3 separate regions of the Mus musculus genome follow, and all the other regions are linked to region 1. The links are chromatin contacts, called in public promoter capture Hi-C maps. All regions are on one chromosome and are shown on one strand. Each heading gives the region's core, a stretch centred on a gene start, on an enhancer-like site or on the middle of the called end of the contact. The rest is flanking DNA. Distances are from core to core; before and after follow the strand shown. Region 1 holds the start of Prepl (prolyl endopeptidase-like). Region 2 holds the start of Msh6 (mutS homolog 6). Region 3 holds the start of Msh2 (mutS homolog 2).

Region 1 (5,040 bases), core at 1,901-4,400:
AGAATACACTTGCGTGTTCGCCAATAGATGGGTTAACAGAATGTCGATTATCTAAAGAGTGTTATCTCTATAGAGAGGGATGAAGTTATGGCACATGCTAGGGCATTGAGGAATCCTAAGAACATGAGCAAAGGAAAACAAACCAAATAGAGAAAAGGTAAGGACTGTGTGCCTCTGTTCACCTGAGGTACCAGAACAGGTAAATCCGTGGACACAGGGAGCAGACTGCGCCTCAGGGCTGAGGGAAACACACAGTTGGGGGATGTCTTGGCAAGGCCTATGAGAGGGTTTTGGAAATGGTGATGATAGCTGAATTATAGTACTGCGACTCTAACTAATGCCTCTGAGCTCTGCACTGGAAGGGGCTAGAATGATAACTAAGAATATATAACTGCCACAATGAAAGGAAACCAAAACAGACTGTAATGATGAAATGACTAAAGTCATAAAAGAAGGCTAAGATATTATAAATTCTAGCACCTCAAGTGTAGTGTAAGGAGCCTCTGGAACAGAATTAAAAAGGAGAGGAGAGCAGTCAAAGCAGCAACAGGGCACACAGCTTGATTTCAAGCTAAGTACAGTGACCATGCAACATGACAGATTAAGTGGGACACTTTTGAGAGGAGAGAGGACTATTAATAGTCACACGGGGACAACAGGTGCACAGTGGGCCTGTCTCAGGCTAAGGAGAACACGTGGTTACACTCTATGCAAGTGTAGCCAGTTCCTCGGGGCCCAATGCGAGCCCACAGTTTGGGGCCCAGCAGAAGAACAACAGTCACTATTTCCTTTTGGAATACAAGTGTCATCCAAAATGTACGCTAGCTTTTCACTCCTTTGTATAGAGAGAAAACACACAACTGTGTGGCATTTCCCGAGGCTTACCAATCTGGGATTCATACAAGAAGGAGCATATCATCAGGTTTATGAAGAGGCGTAATTTGACATTTTAGTAATTTTAGAAAACACATTTTCAGGTGCATTACGTTTTGAGATCAAATCAGTTTTCAATGAATCTGCATTTTTATATACATTACAGCTTTATAGGTTCACATACATTCTTTTGTACTCATATTGACTACAGGTATTTGAGCCTAAAAAAAAAAAATCTTAAAACCAAATTAGAATTACTGAGAAAATGAGTAATGGATACCTTACCCATTATTTATGAACTACAATTAGTATTAATGGCCTACAAACAGATTAACTCGAACAGTCCATACCTTACACGAGAAGCTCCGACTTGGGATGTTTCTTGCTAATCCTGCTATCCTGGGTTTATTCTGCAGACACTTGGTTAGGTGGTACTTTTTCAATCTTACTCTACTGTAATAAGGACCAGCGACGTTACGGTAACTCTGTTTCTGCATGCAGTTCCCAAGATGAGGAATACTATGCTTCAAAGCTCGGAGAGAGAATTTGGCCGTCTGCAGCATGGTGGCAAAGTCCCTGGTTTTTGCTCCCTTAGGGGCTGCCAGCACGTGGATGATTTCATACGTATAATTATACAGTCATGGGATCTTAGTGCATTTGAGGTCCCCACATCTCATCCCTCCCCTGTGGCGTCATGAGCCCCTTAGGTTACCAATTACTGTAGACATCTGATAACTTAGGTTAAACACGTTTAAAACCTTGTATGCGTTAAGTTCATTCAGATCATACTTCTTGGCAGGCGGGACTTAATAAACACGTCATCTGTAAAGTCAGTTTTCCTAGGGACAAGCTAAGCAGCAGTGACTCTGGAGAACGTATGGACAAACTAAAACAAAACAAAACAAAACAAAACAGAAAACAAACAAAATAAAATAATTTGCAAATGAGTAAATGAACTTAATGGGAATCTCAGGTACTCAGAGGGGGTTCAAAAGCAAGATGGCTTTTATCTTACATAATTCTGGGCATATCATTGGGATGTGAAAGACAAATTAGAAAAAGCCTAAACCATGACATAAAAGGGGGATGCTTAGTTGTTGAGTGAGGCGAGGCGCCACATAGTTTTCACCTAGCTGTCTAGTTTAAGCTGCGTGTGCACTCGATGAGTGAGCTAGAGCTGGTCATTGTCCAGGTGGCCCAACTGTGGCTCTGGGGAGCTGGAGACACTCCCCCAACTCACTGATTCAGTGAACCGCCCAACTGACTGGCTCCTCCTCCTAGAGGAGCAATTGGATTTCACCATAAAAGGATAATGAATTAAAAACAACTGTAAGATGCACAAATAAAATGTCGAGTCATTTTTGGTTTCTTCTGGAAGGTAAAGATCATTTTAACTTCCATAACTACAGACCCAGGTTTAGGTCTTGGGCCTTGTACACTAACTGCATCTGGATTCAATTTTTTCACTTGTGGAACAGAAATTAACCATAGCACTTAATCTCTGCGGTTGTAGTTTTGTAACAAAACCAAACAATTTATTTTAAGAACTTAGTCCAAGTACCTGGCACATAGTAACCATTCAACAAAAGGTCGTTAATATTATTAGCATAGGGATAATTTAGCTATGCTAAACACTGTTGAGTGTAAAATGAGAGAAATCTTCTCTAACACGTTCCTTGGTAGCACAGAAACACTGCGTCAGTTTTGCCATAGATCCGACCAGCTATGACGCCCCCTCCCCCCCTTAATCTCTTATGTCGCAGCAAAATAATGGGCCAGTGGAGCAGTAGCCTAGAAGAAAAATGCTTTTAAATCGCTTAGTCTGTCCCCATAGCTCCAACCCATTCATCCACCATCTGCATTGAGAAGACCCTGTGCGAGGATAGGGAGACTGGTGGGGTAAGTAAGCAAATGGGTGCTCCCGGAGCACCTCCTCGTTTCCCGGTGCAACTGTGCATCCCGAACACGTCGTATTCACAGGACGTGAGGGAATGGTACGGGTCAGAACGTACAGAAGAGACAGGGATCAAAAAAGGGACCAGGGAAGTGAGGAATGGCTGGAAGGTGGGCAGAGGAATTAGGAAAGGGGAACCATCAGCAACCCTTCCATACGTACGCAAATCGAAAGACAGCTGGACGAGCGAAGGTAGAGAAGACAAATACGAGAAACCGAAGCTCTCCAGAAGGAGCTGCAGTCACCTCAGCCTTGTCCAGCCGAAGCCAGCCTCCAGCACCCAGCAAGAAAGACAACCTACCTCGCGCCGCCCAGAGCTAGTTTGCAGCACGCCGGTCTACGTAACACCAACCCAGACCGATAGGGAAGCGCATTTCGCCATCTTTATTATGGCCAGTGGTGGGCTTTTTCTCTTCCTGAACTCACTCATCTTAGGAGACAACTGTATTTCGGTTTTCTGGTATTCCGGCGAGCAAGAGACAAAGTGAGGAAAAAAAGAAAACAGCGAGGAAAGCCCTGTCTGCAGCTATTCCACAGTCCCCTCCCACTCCGGCTCGCCCTCACTTAAGATGGCCACCAGAAAAAGTGGTGCAATGAAGCGACGCCGCTGCTTTGGTTGCCAAGGAGACGCTAATACCGGAAATGCGGAATTCGGGGAGGGTGCACGGAAGAGCTGTGGGCCAGAGGCCGGGCGTCACAGGTCCTGACAGGGAAGAAGTTGGCAGGTCCTGACTGGGGAGAGCCGTGGCGGACGCAACCTCCGGGTCCAGTCAGCTCTGGAGATGGAGTCGCAGGTCGCGGCCGCTGGGGCTGCAGAGACTGAGGCAGAGGCGGGCAAGCGTCCCGCGATGGGCAGTGCCAGCCAGGGCTCGCTGGTCTCGGCGCCCAAGGGGGCCGTCCGGTGGCAGCTTCTGCGACAGGTAAGGGCGAGCGCTCGCCTGCCCTGCCTGTGGCCACTCCCCTCGCAGGTAGCAGGCAGCCCGTTTGTCGGGAGCCAAGCGAGAAGCGCCCCCTTGCTCCTTCATCTCCGCTGTCCCGCTGTCCCACCAAAAATGGGAGAGACTCTGGCGGGGCTGGAGAGCGGGACAGCCAGAGCGAGCTCTCAGAAACTCAGAAAATCCTTGTGCTCGCCTGTCTGGTGGGTGGGACCGCCTGTCTTCTCCGTGTGCTGCTCTTCTTTCCCGCCCCCTTTCCATCCTTATTTTATTTTTTGCTTCTTAACTCCCAGCCTGGTCACCTGGGTGCACTTTTTGGTCCCACATCTCTGGAGATCCGTGAGGTTCACTAATGGGATGGGGATTCTGCACGCGTTTCCTGGTTTTGTATATGGGAGAGTAAAGGGAGAGAGGGAAACCTACTGCTTGCTCCTTTTCCCGCCACGTGAAACTAAGTTTGGAGTCATTATTGGGATACTCGCTGCCCAAGGTTTAGCAACGAATCCAGATACTTCAGTCTTCCAAACCGCTCCAGTGAAGGCTGCTGTGTTTATAAGTTTTCTTAGTCATTGTGACTCCTCACAGCAATAGGAAAGTAACTAAGACAGTGGCCGGGGGGCAATGAGTCCTTAGTCTGTTATTTTACTTAGTTATTGCTTTTTAACAACCACATGTCGTATGTCATGCAATGTCTGTGAACCACCTGGTAGTCTCTTGATAAAACCTGAGTGGTTTACGGTTGTGTACCTGGTCTATATACCCATAGTTCTCAGAGTTGGCTGGCATGTTCTCCCAGTTATGGTAGAGTGTATAAGAGCAAGAGGCACATTTCAAATCCCTGCTTACATGATGTCTGTTAATATGCTATGTTACTTAGCTTCTATTATTACTGTGATAAAAATGCTAGGCAATGCAATTTAAGAAAGGAAGGGTATGTATTGGCACACAGTTTGACGGTACAGACTTTAGTAGGAAAAATCAAGGCTCAGGATCCTGGAGCATTGTGTGAGCAGTCAGGAAGAACAGAGCGATGGATGAATATGAGTTAGTTCCAGTTCTCCTTTTTATTTAGTTCAAGACTCAGTGTGTGATGTGGCGATACCACATTGAGTGTGTCTCCTCTCAGTGACTGTAGTTAGGAAAATCCATTACACACATACCAAGAGGTTAACCTAGTGTAGATAACCCTTCCTAGACAGGTGGAGACTTTCGGTTCCTCCAGTTCTTGTCAAGTTGATAATCACTATGAGCCGTCTCATAAACCGTTAGCTAAAGGAA
Region 2 (5,040 bases), core at 1,085-3,584, 2.9 Mb after region 1:
TGGCTGTCCTGGAACTCACTTTGTAGACCCGGCTGGCCTCAAACTCAGAAATCCACCTGCCTCTGCCTCCCAAGTGCTGGGATTAAAGGCGTGCGCCACCACCGCCCAGCCACTTACTCTTTTTAAAAATTTAATTTAATTACTTATTTGTTTTGCCATAGAGCCTTACCGCATAACCCTGGCTGGCCTGAACTCATTGTGTAGACAGGGCTGGCCTCTACCAGGTTCAAAGCACCACTCCCACGGAGAGTGCTGGTGACACTGTCCTAAACAGAAGGCCTTTGGATAAACAGAAAGACTTACTGGATTAACAAGCCTAAAGGTTTCTGTTTATTAGCAGAGCAAATCTTTTAAGGTAGTTTCTCTTCACCAAGAACCTCCCTGAACGTTCCCTCCTGGAAGGTCAACTACCTCAGGCAATGCCACCTGCTTTAACCTATCCGAAAAACAGAATAATCTTATCAGCTCAGATTTCCCCCCACCTCCACCCCGTCACAAAGTCTGCTTGTTTTCCCAACAGGCTGCTCCTATCTCTGTCCCAAGAGACTGGCCTTAGCAGTTTGATTCTAAAGGAATCTTTCTGTCTACAAAGTGGTCTAGCTTGGTAGTTTCTCTGGGACATCTCTTAACAGCCTCAAACTTCACAGAGATCCCCTGTCTCCTAAGTGCTGAGATCAAGGGTGTGGCCTACCATACCAAGTTTCTTTTGTTTTTAGGCTGGTGTGTGTATGTGTACACACACACACACACACACACACATACACACGTATACACGTGTGCACGTGACCGTGCCCACCCCAAGCCTATGGAGCCTGAGTATAGAGGTCAGAGGATAATTTGCAGCAATCCTTCACAGTGTGATTCTAGTGATAGAATTCAGGTCTCTAGCTGGACTCCAAAGCACCTTTACAGGCTGAGCTGGTTTTGTCCAACAAAGCAAATCTTTTTACCCTTTTACCAAAGTGAAGGTATTGCTAGCCAGAGCTAAGTCCATTCTTACTTAGAGCTGAATTAAGTCTCCCAATTTCTCTCTCTCTCCTTCTTGATTTAGTTGTTTTTTTTGTTTTGGTTTTTTTTTTTTTTTTTTTTTTTTGTGACAGGGTTTCTCCGTGTAACAAACCCTGGCAAGTCTTGTAACTGTAGCCAGGGTTGTCCTTGACCTCAGAGATCCACCTGCTTCTGCCTGGAACAATGGGGTTAAAGGCACACACCTTCGCGCTCAGCTCCAATTTCTTGAATTTGAATAGGAGCTCCAATTTTCGAAAACGCCCTGTAATCAACCTGGCAGGAAGACATTCTGAGGAGAAACACTTGGCTCCCTTTGGCTATCAGGCAATTGAAATAATGGACTCCAAAGAATTGGAATTTCTCCAGGAATTTTTTGGTGGGAAGGGGTAAGACAAAGCTTCGAGTTAGTGTAGAGGAAGAACTTGGTTTCTGGAAAGAGATTTCTCAAGTATCTGAAGCTCGTTGAATCCCCATGTAGGACAGTCTGGAGCAGAGATTATGGTGGGTCAGACCACCTCTTACAAGACCATTCTGGTTCCCGTCGCCCGGTTTAAACCAAAACTTCACGTCAGTACCCCCAAAGATGAACTTCCGGGGGGGGGGGGCTGAACTTTATCTTCCTAATGTGGCCCTTTGAAAAAAAAATCTGTTTTTTTGCTATTTTCTCTATTATTCGACTACTGAGGATGAGTGGGAGTTTAGCTCGTTAGGGTTGCTAGGGCCCAAGCGTTGACGCTCAACATTACCTTAGCAATCTCAGTTTCTAAAATATAAAAAATTCTGCACACTTATGCTAAAGGGCTCAGATAAGACTGGACCTTAACTGCCCATCTCATATAGTAAGGCGTAAACTAGTTGAGGCAGTGACGGGCCAAGGAAAGTTTTGTGGGTAGCTGGTTTTGTGGATAGCTGTTCTTGCACTTGGCATTCACAAGTGCCGCTCTGTACAATGCTCTGCGAACGCACCGTACGTGGCAGACAGCAACAACCAATTTCTCAGCTCCTTTCAGTCCAACCGCAGGACCGCCCGCAGGGCCAGGTGTTTCCGCAGCGAGCTCGACGCGGCTTCTCGCAGGGTGCACCCCGCCGTTCCAGCAACCGCGCAAGCCACTTCCGTCTTCTTGGTGCATACTTGCCCGGGTAGCCACCGCGAGCTCCACTGCTTTGCAAAGGCTCAGTCTCAAGGCCCGCCAACCCGAGCTTGGGGGCTGGGCCCGCCCCGCCCCGCCCATCTACGCCAGGGCACGTCGCGGGCGGGGCCCCGCCCACCGCGCAGGCCGACACGCCTTCGGATTGGCCGCTGGGCTACGGATGCTCGGGTAGGACGCGCCTCCTCCCGACTTTCCCGCCAGCGGCGGCCGCGCGGTGGATGCGATCCTTGTAGGCGCTCGGAGCCGTGGCCCGGTCTGCCCGTCAGCCTTCATCATGTCCCGACAAAGCACCTTGTACAGCTTCTTCCCCAAGTCCCCGGCACTCGGCGACACCAAGAAGGCCGCGGCCGAGGCCTCACGCCAAGGTGCCGCTGCCTCTGGAGCCTCCGCTTCCCGCGGCGGGGATGCGGCCTGGAGCGAGGCTGAACCCGGGTCCCGGTCCGCGGCGGTATCCGCCTCGTCGCCGGAGGCAAAGGATCTCAACGGAGGGCTGCGGAGGGCCTCCTCCTCCGCGCAGGCCGTGCCTCCCAGGTAGCCGGCTCGGTCGGGGCTGCGGCGGCGCGCGGGTCTCCCGGAAGGAGGGGGAGGCTGCTCCGTGCCAGGCGGCGGGAGGAGGGGCGGCCTGCCGGCCCGGGAGAAGCGGGGCCGGTGCCCGGGACTCTCGGGGGACGCTGCGAGCAAGCGAGCGCACTCCCACTGTGGGGGTGGGGAGGCTCGGGAGGCTCGGGGACGGAGACACCCTCCCCCAAAGTGGCCGGAGCGGGAACGGTGGGTGTCCTGCTGCGATCCGCGGCCTGAGGGGGCGGGGCGGATCGGATCGGGCAGGGAGCTCCTCCGGGTGGCGAGCCTACGGTGGGAGGAAACTCGGGTTGCAGGTGGAAGTTTGTAGATAGTGAAAGCGGCGCTCCGGCTTGGGACGACAGTTTTTTTTAACCCACCTTTTCACAGGAGGGAAGAGTGCGGGAGATTTTTCGCAGTTAGTGGGTCTTCGGAGTATTGGGCAAGCCCTGGGCAAGAAGGTTTACTGGGGGAAACTTGCCTGGAGTTGTACTCGCACTTTGTAAATTTGGCTGTCGTTTGTAGGAACGACTAGAGACATTTATTTTATCTATTTATTTTCATTTTTTTTCGAGACAGAGTTTCTCTGTGTAGCCCTGGCTGTCCTGGAACTCAGACATCCACCTGCCTCTGCTGGGATTAAGAAGTGTGCAGCGACTTATTTAAAATGTAAAGAGTTCTTTCTGGAGTCCAGTACTCTGGAGTTTCAGCTTGGGCACCAGGAAGAGCTGGCGTATGCTCCTGGGGCAGAGAAAATGATTTTGGATCTCTAATTTCTTTCCTTCCCTTTGGCTATAAAGGACACAGTTCAGACACAGGTAAACACAGAGGTGTATTTTGCCTCCGTGTATGTATGTGTGCCCATGTGCATGCACGCTGCCTGAGAGAGGCCAGAGGAGGACCTCAGCCTCTGTAGTTAGAGATATTGTGAGCTACTGGGTGGGTGCAGGGAATCAAACCTGGTTCCTATGGAAGAATGCCAGTGCTCTTAACTGCTGAGCAGCTCTCCAGCCCCATTATTTCTATATTTTTTAAAATTACCTGTTAGTGTGTATATGTGTGTATGCATGCTATAGTAGGTTGTGGAAATCAGAGGACAACTTAAGAGTTGGTTCTTCCACCAACCGTCCTGTGGATAAAACTCAGGCCATCCTTTGCGTTATCGCCTAGGCCATATCTTCACTGGTATTTTTTTTTAGACAGGGTTTTGTAGCCCTGGATGTCCTGGAATGCACTCTGTAGATCACCTGTCTCTGGTTCCCAAGTACTGGGATTAAAGGTGTGCGCCACCACGCCTGGATACCCCGACTTATTTATTTTCTTTCTTTCTTTCTTTCTTTCTTTCTTTCTTTCTTTCTTTCTTTCTATCTTTCTTTCTTTCTTTCTTTCATGTGTGTGAGTACACTGTTGCGGTCTTCAAACACATCAGAAGAGGGTATCAGATCCCCACTACAGATGGTTGTGAGCCACCATGTGGTTGCTGGGAATTGAACCCAGGACCTCTGGAAGAGCAGTTAGTGCTCTTAACTGCTGAGCCATCTTTCCAGCCCCGCCTTAACTCTTCTTAAAAAATAATTACACTATTTATGGGGGGTATAGGAGATGGGTATGGGAGATGTGTAAATGGCACAGGGTGTGTATGGAGTTCAGTACAATTTGTGAGAGGCACTTTTACCCAGGTACTAAAACTTGCTGAGTCATCACTCTGGCTTCTTAATCCTTTCTCCTTCCTTTTTTTTTTCTTTCTTTCTTTTTTTTTTTTTTTTGTTGTTGTTGTTTTTCAAGACGGTTTCTCTGTGCAGCCCTGGCTGTCCTGGTACTCACTTTGTAGACCAGGCTGACCTCGAACTCAGAAATCCGCCTGCCTCTGCCTTCCAAGTGCTGGGATTAAAGATGTGCTCAGCCATGCCTTGCTTCTTTCATTCTTAAACCGAGTCTATATGTATCTCAGGCTGGCTATGAACTCACAGAAATCTATCCTTGTCTTTTTTTTTTTTTTTTGGATTTATAAATCTATTTTTAACACCATTGCTCTATTCAGACACACTACCAGAAGAGGGCATCCAGGTCCATTACAGATGGTTGTGAGCCACCATGTGGTTACTGGGAATTGAACTCTAGACCTCTGGAAGAGTAGAATTAACTGCTGAACCGTCTCTCCAGCCCTGCCCGTGTCTTCTAAGTGCTGGAATCGAGGCTGTGCATCATCAGTGTTTGTAGGGCTGGGGAGATTGGATGGATTACAAGGATGAGAGTTTTAGTTAAATGCACAGAAGGAAGCCACCTAGAAAATAAGCTGGAAATAGTGGCAGATATCCTTGGC
Region 3 (5,040 bases), core at 1,171-3,670, 2.6 Mb after region 1:
TAGGCCTCTACTCATCTCCCCCTCCCTCTCCCCACCTACTGTCTCTCTCTGTCTCTGTCTCTCTCTCCCTTTTTCTATTCCTTCAACTCCCCTCCCCAGGTCCTGAATAAACTCTATGCTATACTCTATCACTGTGTGTCTGGTCACTCAGGGGGAAGGGATGCCTCAGCATCGGCCCACAGAGGCACCTCCTTCCCCCACACCTTACCTCACCAAACATTTTCCATCTTTTTATCTTTTTATAAAACACAGTAAGCACAGTCTAGGTTATCCCAAATACCATGTTCCAACATGATATACCAGTCTCATTTTTATTAATTAAATTAATAATTTATTTCTGTTTTGTGTGTATTTGTGCTCACATCCATAAGTACACGAGTCCCATCGCGTGGGGGTGTGGAAGTCTGAGGATAACTTGTGGGAGTTGGTTCTCTCTACTTTGGGGCCTGTATTAGGCCACTAGACCTTAGCACAACTGACTCCATGATGGAAGTACTATTCAGGCTGTAAAACTCAGCACACAGACAGCACCTCCTGCCAAAACTAAAATAAAAGCCCAAATTCATCAAAAGTCCACAGTTCTGGTAAAGTTTCTACATGTCCTAAGGTTGCTTTTTTTTTTTTTTTTTAGTTCCACTTCTGGTTAACTGTTCTTGTTAATTGGAGTATGACAACCCAGAATATAAATATATGTATATGTATATAGCTTAAAAGCTCACCCCAAGAAAAGTTCAGTGCTACAATGGGATCCTGAATACCCAGGGTAGTTACTGGTCAAGTAATAAAGCTGTCCTATTGGCTTAAACCTGTGGGCAAGTTGTTTTCTCTGGTGGATACCACACAATAGGTCCAGGCACGGAATCCAGGGCATCGGGCTTGGTACACATACCTTCACCCAGAGCCATCTCAGTGGCCGTCGAGAAACTGTATAGAAACAGAACAAAGAAAGTTTTAAATCAAGGCCGTAGAAACTAAGGGGTCTGTACAAAGATTATATTTGATAATCACAAGGTTGTTAAGGTAAACACAGAGGTGGGCAATAGTAGCTCTTTAGGGGACTACAATTAGCTCAAGATAATTTGGCTCAGGGCTTGCAATATTTCAGCTCCCTACAATCACATCTTAATCAGTTAATTAGCCCTTAAGAATGTTTATAACCCTGCAGTTTTTCCTGTCGGTTTACACCTCTTAGTCTCCATCTTTCTGTGTGTTTGTTTATCTACTTCTAAAACAGTGTGCAGTCTGCATCCATTCACTAGCACGGAAGAAAAACCAGATGCAACCTCTCTACCTCCCCCGCCTCCACCCTTTTCTTTATTGAGACAGGGTCTTGCTACACAGAAATCCAAAGCAGGATGTTTATTTATTTAGAACTCCAAAGCAGGTTATTTATTTATTTATTTATTTATTTAGGATGCAGTCTCTGGTAGCCCAAATTGACCTCCAGCTGCGTAGCCAAGGATAATACTGTACTGTGTTTCTTGCCAGACCCACTTTTAACTTTTGGCCCTTCTGACCTCCTGAGAGCTGGGGTTTCAAGTGTGTGTCACCCTACTCGTTTCCACATTTAATATATATATTTTTTCTTTAAATTAATAAGTGTCTGCACCTGACCTCCTCCACCCACACCGAGGATCTGGAGTTACCAGTTATGATGAGCTACACTAGTGATGGGGACTGAACTCAAGGTAGGCGACTATGAAAACATTAGGAAGTTAGGAAACTGCTGAGCCCCCAATCTGTCCTTTATTTGTTTATTTATTTATTTATTTATTTACCAGACAAGGTGCTGAGCCCCCATCTGTCCTTTATTTATTTATTTACCAGACAAGGTTTCTCTGTGTAGTCCTGACTTCCCTGGAACTCGATTGGTAGACCTGGCTGGCCTCAGAGGCCCCCCCGAGTGCTTGGATTAAGGGCATGCGCCACCACGCTCGGCTTGCCAAGTGTCTATTGGATGAATTCGTCAACCGATGGGCGAAATGCAAAACTGGGTCAGCAAGAGGTTGTGCAGAATATACCTGAAATTTTACCTATGGCAGTTTGCACTGCAAGTGTATAACGCACACTCAAGGCTGGGTGGGGGAAAAAAGATAGTTCTTTGTTTACAAGTTCTTTGTGATTTCACTCTTACGTTTCCGGTCACTTGATAAAACAAATTCCTAGCTGACCCCGCCTAGCACACCTACCCACCCACCAGGCGGACTTGAAAGCGCAGCCTCTGGAAGGCCTGCAAGGCTGCAGAAGTCGGACGCATGCGCAGTAGCTAGAGTCCTAGAGTTCGCGGGAAGCTGGGACCTTGCTCGCTTATGATTGGCTACTGCGGTAGACTCCCACCCACCGGGGCGCAGCGCTGCATGGTGATTGGGCGAGCCCACAGAGGCCGGACGAGGTTTAGGGGGCGAGGTTGGGGAGGCGGGAAACGACGCGGCCAGCGCAGGGTCGCTCTGTGCTCTAGTGGTGTTGGTGTGGAGCGGCTCGGAAATGGCGGTGCAGCCTAAGGAGACGCTGCAGTTGGAAGGCGCGGCCGAGGCGGGCTTCGTGCGCTTCTTTGAGGGCATGCCGGAGAAGCCGAGCACCACGGTGCGCCTCTTCGACCGCGGCGACTTTTACACGGCGCACGGAGAGGACGCGCTGCTGGCGGCCCGCGAGGTGTTCAAGACCCAGGGCGTGATCAAGTACATGGGGCCGGCAGGTGAGGGCAGCCGCGGCGGCGGGGCCCGGGCCGGCTCGGGGCCGCGTTGCCGGAAACCTGGGCGCATGCAGCGGTGGGGCTGCGGCGGAGCGCCCCGCCCGAGAGCTGCCTCCCCGGGCCACGCGTTTAGCATCTTGTTTTGGTTCGCTTCCGCACAGTGCGCTGGGCGGCTGCACACCGCCGAGTCCAGGCTGTCCTCGGACGCCTCGAGTTCCAGCCTCCCAAGTTGATAGGATTAGAGTCTTGTGTCACCGTGGGTACCTCCAAATCAATAACAGCCCGCAGCCTAGGAGCGAGGAGTGGAGGGCGTTTTGAGAGCTTCCTTTAAGACACCCTCATTTGCCAATAGGCTGTGTTTTGTTTTGTTTTTTTTAAACCGTCTCGCTTGAGAACCTGGGATGGACCATTGCTGAAGGGCAGTATCGCCAAGTGGTCAGGACCTAGGATATGCCCTGGAGCTGAACTGCCCGGATTTCAGTTGTGGATCCCCTACTGTTTGCTGAGTGCGGTTGAGCTAGTTGGAAAGCTGTGCTTAGCTAGCTAGCTAGCTAGCTTTCTTTCTTTCTTTCTTTCTTTCTTTTTTTTTTCTGCCACCTTGGCTCTCACCACTCAGCATCATCTCTCCCTAAAAGGCTTCAGAACTCATTTGTGGCCTAGGAAGATTAATTTGATCACCATAATAACCTCTCCCCCACCCACCCCCGTTGCTTTTTCTTTCAATTACATTGAATGTCCATTATATCATACTTTGGAGTTGTGAGTTCTAATTTTTTTTTTTTTTTTGGTTTTTCGAGACAGGGCTTCTCTGTTATAGCTCTGGCTATCCTAGAACTCACTCTGTAGACCAGGCTGGCCTCGAACTCAGAAATCCACCTGCCTTCCAAGTGCTGGGATTAAAGACGTGCGCTACCACCGCCCAGCATGAGTTCTAATTCTTTATGCTGTTATATGCAAATGGATGTTACAGACATCGTATTTCTGCCTGGTCTGTGCTAGGTAATAGTCTGCTGCCTTCACAACCAGTTGAATTTGTTTTTGTTAGACAGCTATTCTTTATCTTGAGTTAAAGAGTGACACACACACACACACAAGAAATGTTGTGTCCATTAATAATGTTCTCTCACAATCTTCCCAGTCCTGACCTCTAGTTTTCCTTCTCTGGATATTCTGGGATGTAGCATGTAAATGAAGAGCTTCAAGGCTTATCTCTGTCATCAGCACTTCGTTCCTTTTGGTTGCTAAATAATTGTGTGGATTTCCCACATTTCATTTAGCTCCTTGTCCCTGGAGTTTGTTTTGGCTTGGTTTTTGGAGACACGGTCTCACTCTTTAGCCTTGGTTGACCTGGAACTCAGTAGGTTTACCAGGTTGTCACTTACACTGCCACTGCCTCCTGGGACTACAGGCTTTCACCACCTTGCCCAGCTGAGCTGTTACTGGAATCTACATTTCCTCGAATCTGTACCGGTTCCTCCCAACAGTGCAGTGAAGAGTAAGCTCTTGGCAGCTTTCTGGATCCCAGCCGATGGGCGTGGGTAGGGTTCTGTTGGTTTTTCATAGTTTTCTGCAGCTCGCATCTGGCGGTATCCCTTTACTGACATTTTACCTGCATGATTGGGGTCATGTAAAGATGTGTTATTCTAAAGCCCTGATCAGGGAGAGCCTCCTGCCTGAGCCTCCCAGGTTCAGATGCTGCAATTCCATGCATGCATCTTCATATTTATTACAGGATCCAACCCTTCTCTCCTATGTCCCACTTCCTGGCCCAGTTGGATGCACATAGGGGTTCCATGTCATCCTCAAGAGACTCTTGTGTGCACGTGAATCTGTCCCTTCTGTGGGGTGTGGGTAAGATTCAAGTCTGATCGTTCGTGTCACAGCAGAAAAGTCCTGTTTCACAGACAAGGCCCTCAGATGCTTGTCAGCAGGTGTGCACGGCCTCTCAGTGGGTCACACATGTGCTGCCTTCTAGAGAAATGGCCCCTTCCTTCAGAGGATAACCAAACTTTTTTTGAGATGGGTCTACATGGTGAAGCACACGATGGCCTCTGGCTTCAGACCTTAGCCTCCCTGGTGGGTACCACCTCACCTATCTGGGAAGTCTCTGTATTTCTGTAGTGCTAGGGATAGAAGAGGGCACTCGTCTCATTTACCTCTCCGCTCCTGGGTCTTAGACAGTAACACATTTAATAATGAGTTCCGGTTAGTAAAAAGACCAAGAAACAGTTCTCTGGGTTCTAGCTAGTGCCAGATAGATACCACTGCTGTGTACTGTAGTTATGCACAAGAACAGAGAAGCCAGATGTGGTGGCGAATACCTTTAATCCCAGCACACGGGTAGGTGG

Evidence for each region. Promoter capture Hi-C pulls out the DNA fragments that hold promoters and counts their contacts. Capture Hi-C pulls out chosen DNA fragments and counts their contacts.
Region 2: a contact with region 1 is called in a promoter capture Hi-C map of liver, with 5 times the contacts expected there. The contact joins the promoter of Msh6 here to the promoter of Prepl in region 1. A contact is called at or near these places in 2 of 39 promoter capture datasets (liver and pre-B cells) and 1 of 484 Hi-C or Micro-C datasets (B cells).
Region 3: a promoter capture Hi-C map of adipose tissue shows a contact between it and region 1, with 4 times the contacts expected there. The contact joins the promoter of Msh2 here to the promoter of Prepl in region 1. A contact is called at or near these places in 2 of 9 other capture datasets (adipose tissue and liver).

What each region holds. Positions count from the first base shown.
Region 1 is chr17:85,087,117-85,092,156 of GRCm38.p6, forward strand. It overlaps Prepl (prolyl endopeptidase-like), which reads right to left and starts at 3,151. Exons shown (of 15, transcript NM_001163622.1): 1 at 2,990-3,151; 2 at 1,224-1,759. The coding sequence starts at 1,436. It overlaps Camkmt (calmodulin-lysine N-methyltransferase), which reads left to right and starts at 3,510. Exons shown (of 11, transcript NM_028576.3): 1 at 3,510-3,747. The coding sequence starts at 3,610.
Region 2 is chr17:87,972,716-87,977,755 of GRCm38.p6, forward strand. It overlaps Msh6 (mutS homolog 6), which reads left to right and starts at 2,335. Exons shown (of 10, transcript NM_010830.2): 1 at 2,335-2,690. The coding sequence starts at 2,434.
Region 3 is chr17:87,670,112-87,675,151 of GRCm38.p6, forward strand. Msh2 (mutS homolog 2) reads left to right here and starts at 2,421. Exons shown (of 16, transcript NM_008628.3): 1 at 2,421-2,695. The coding sequence starts at 2,485.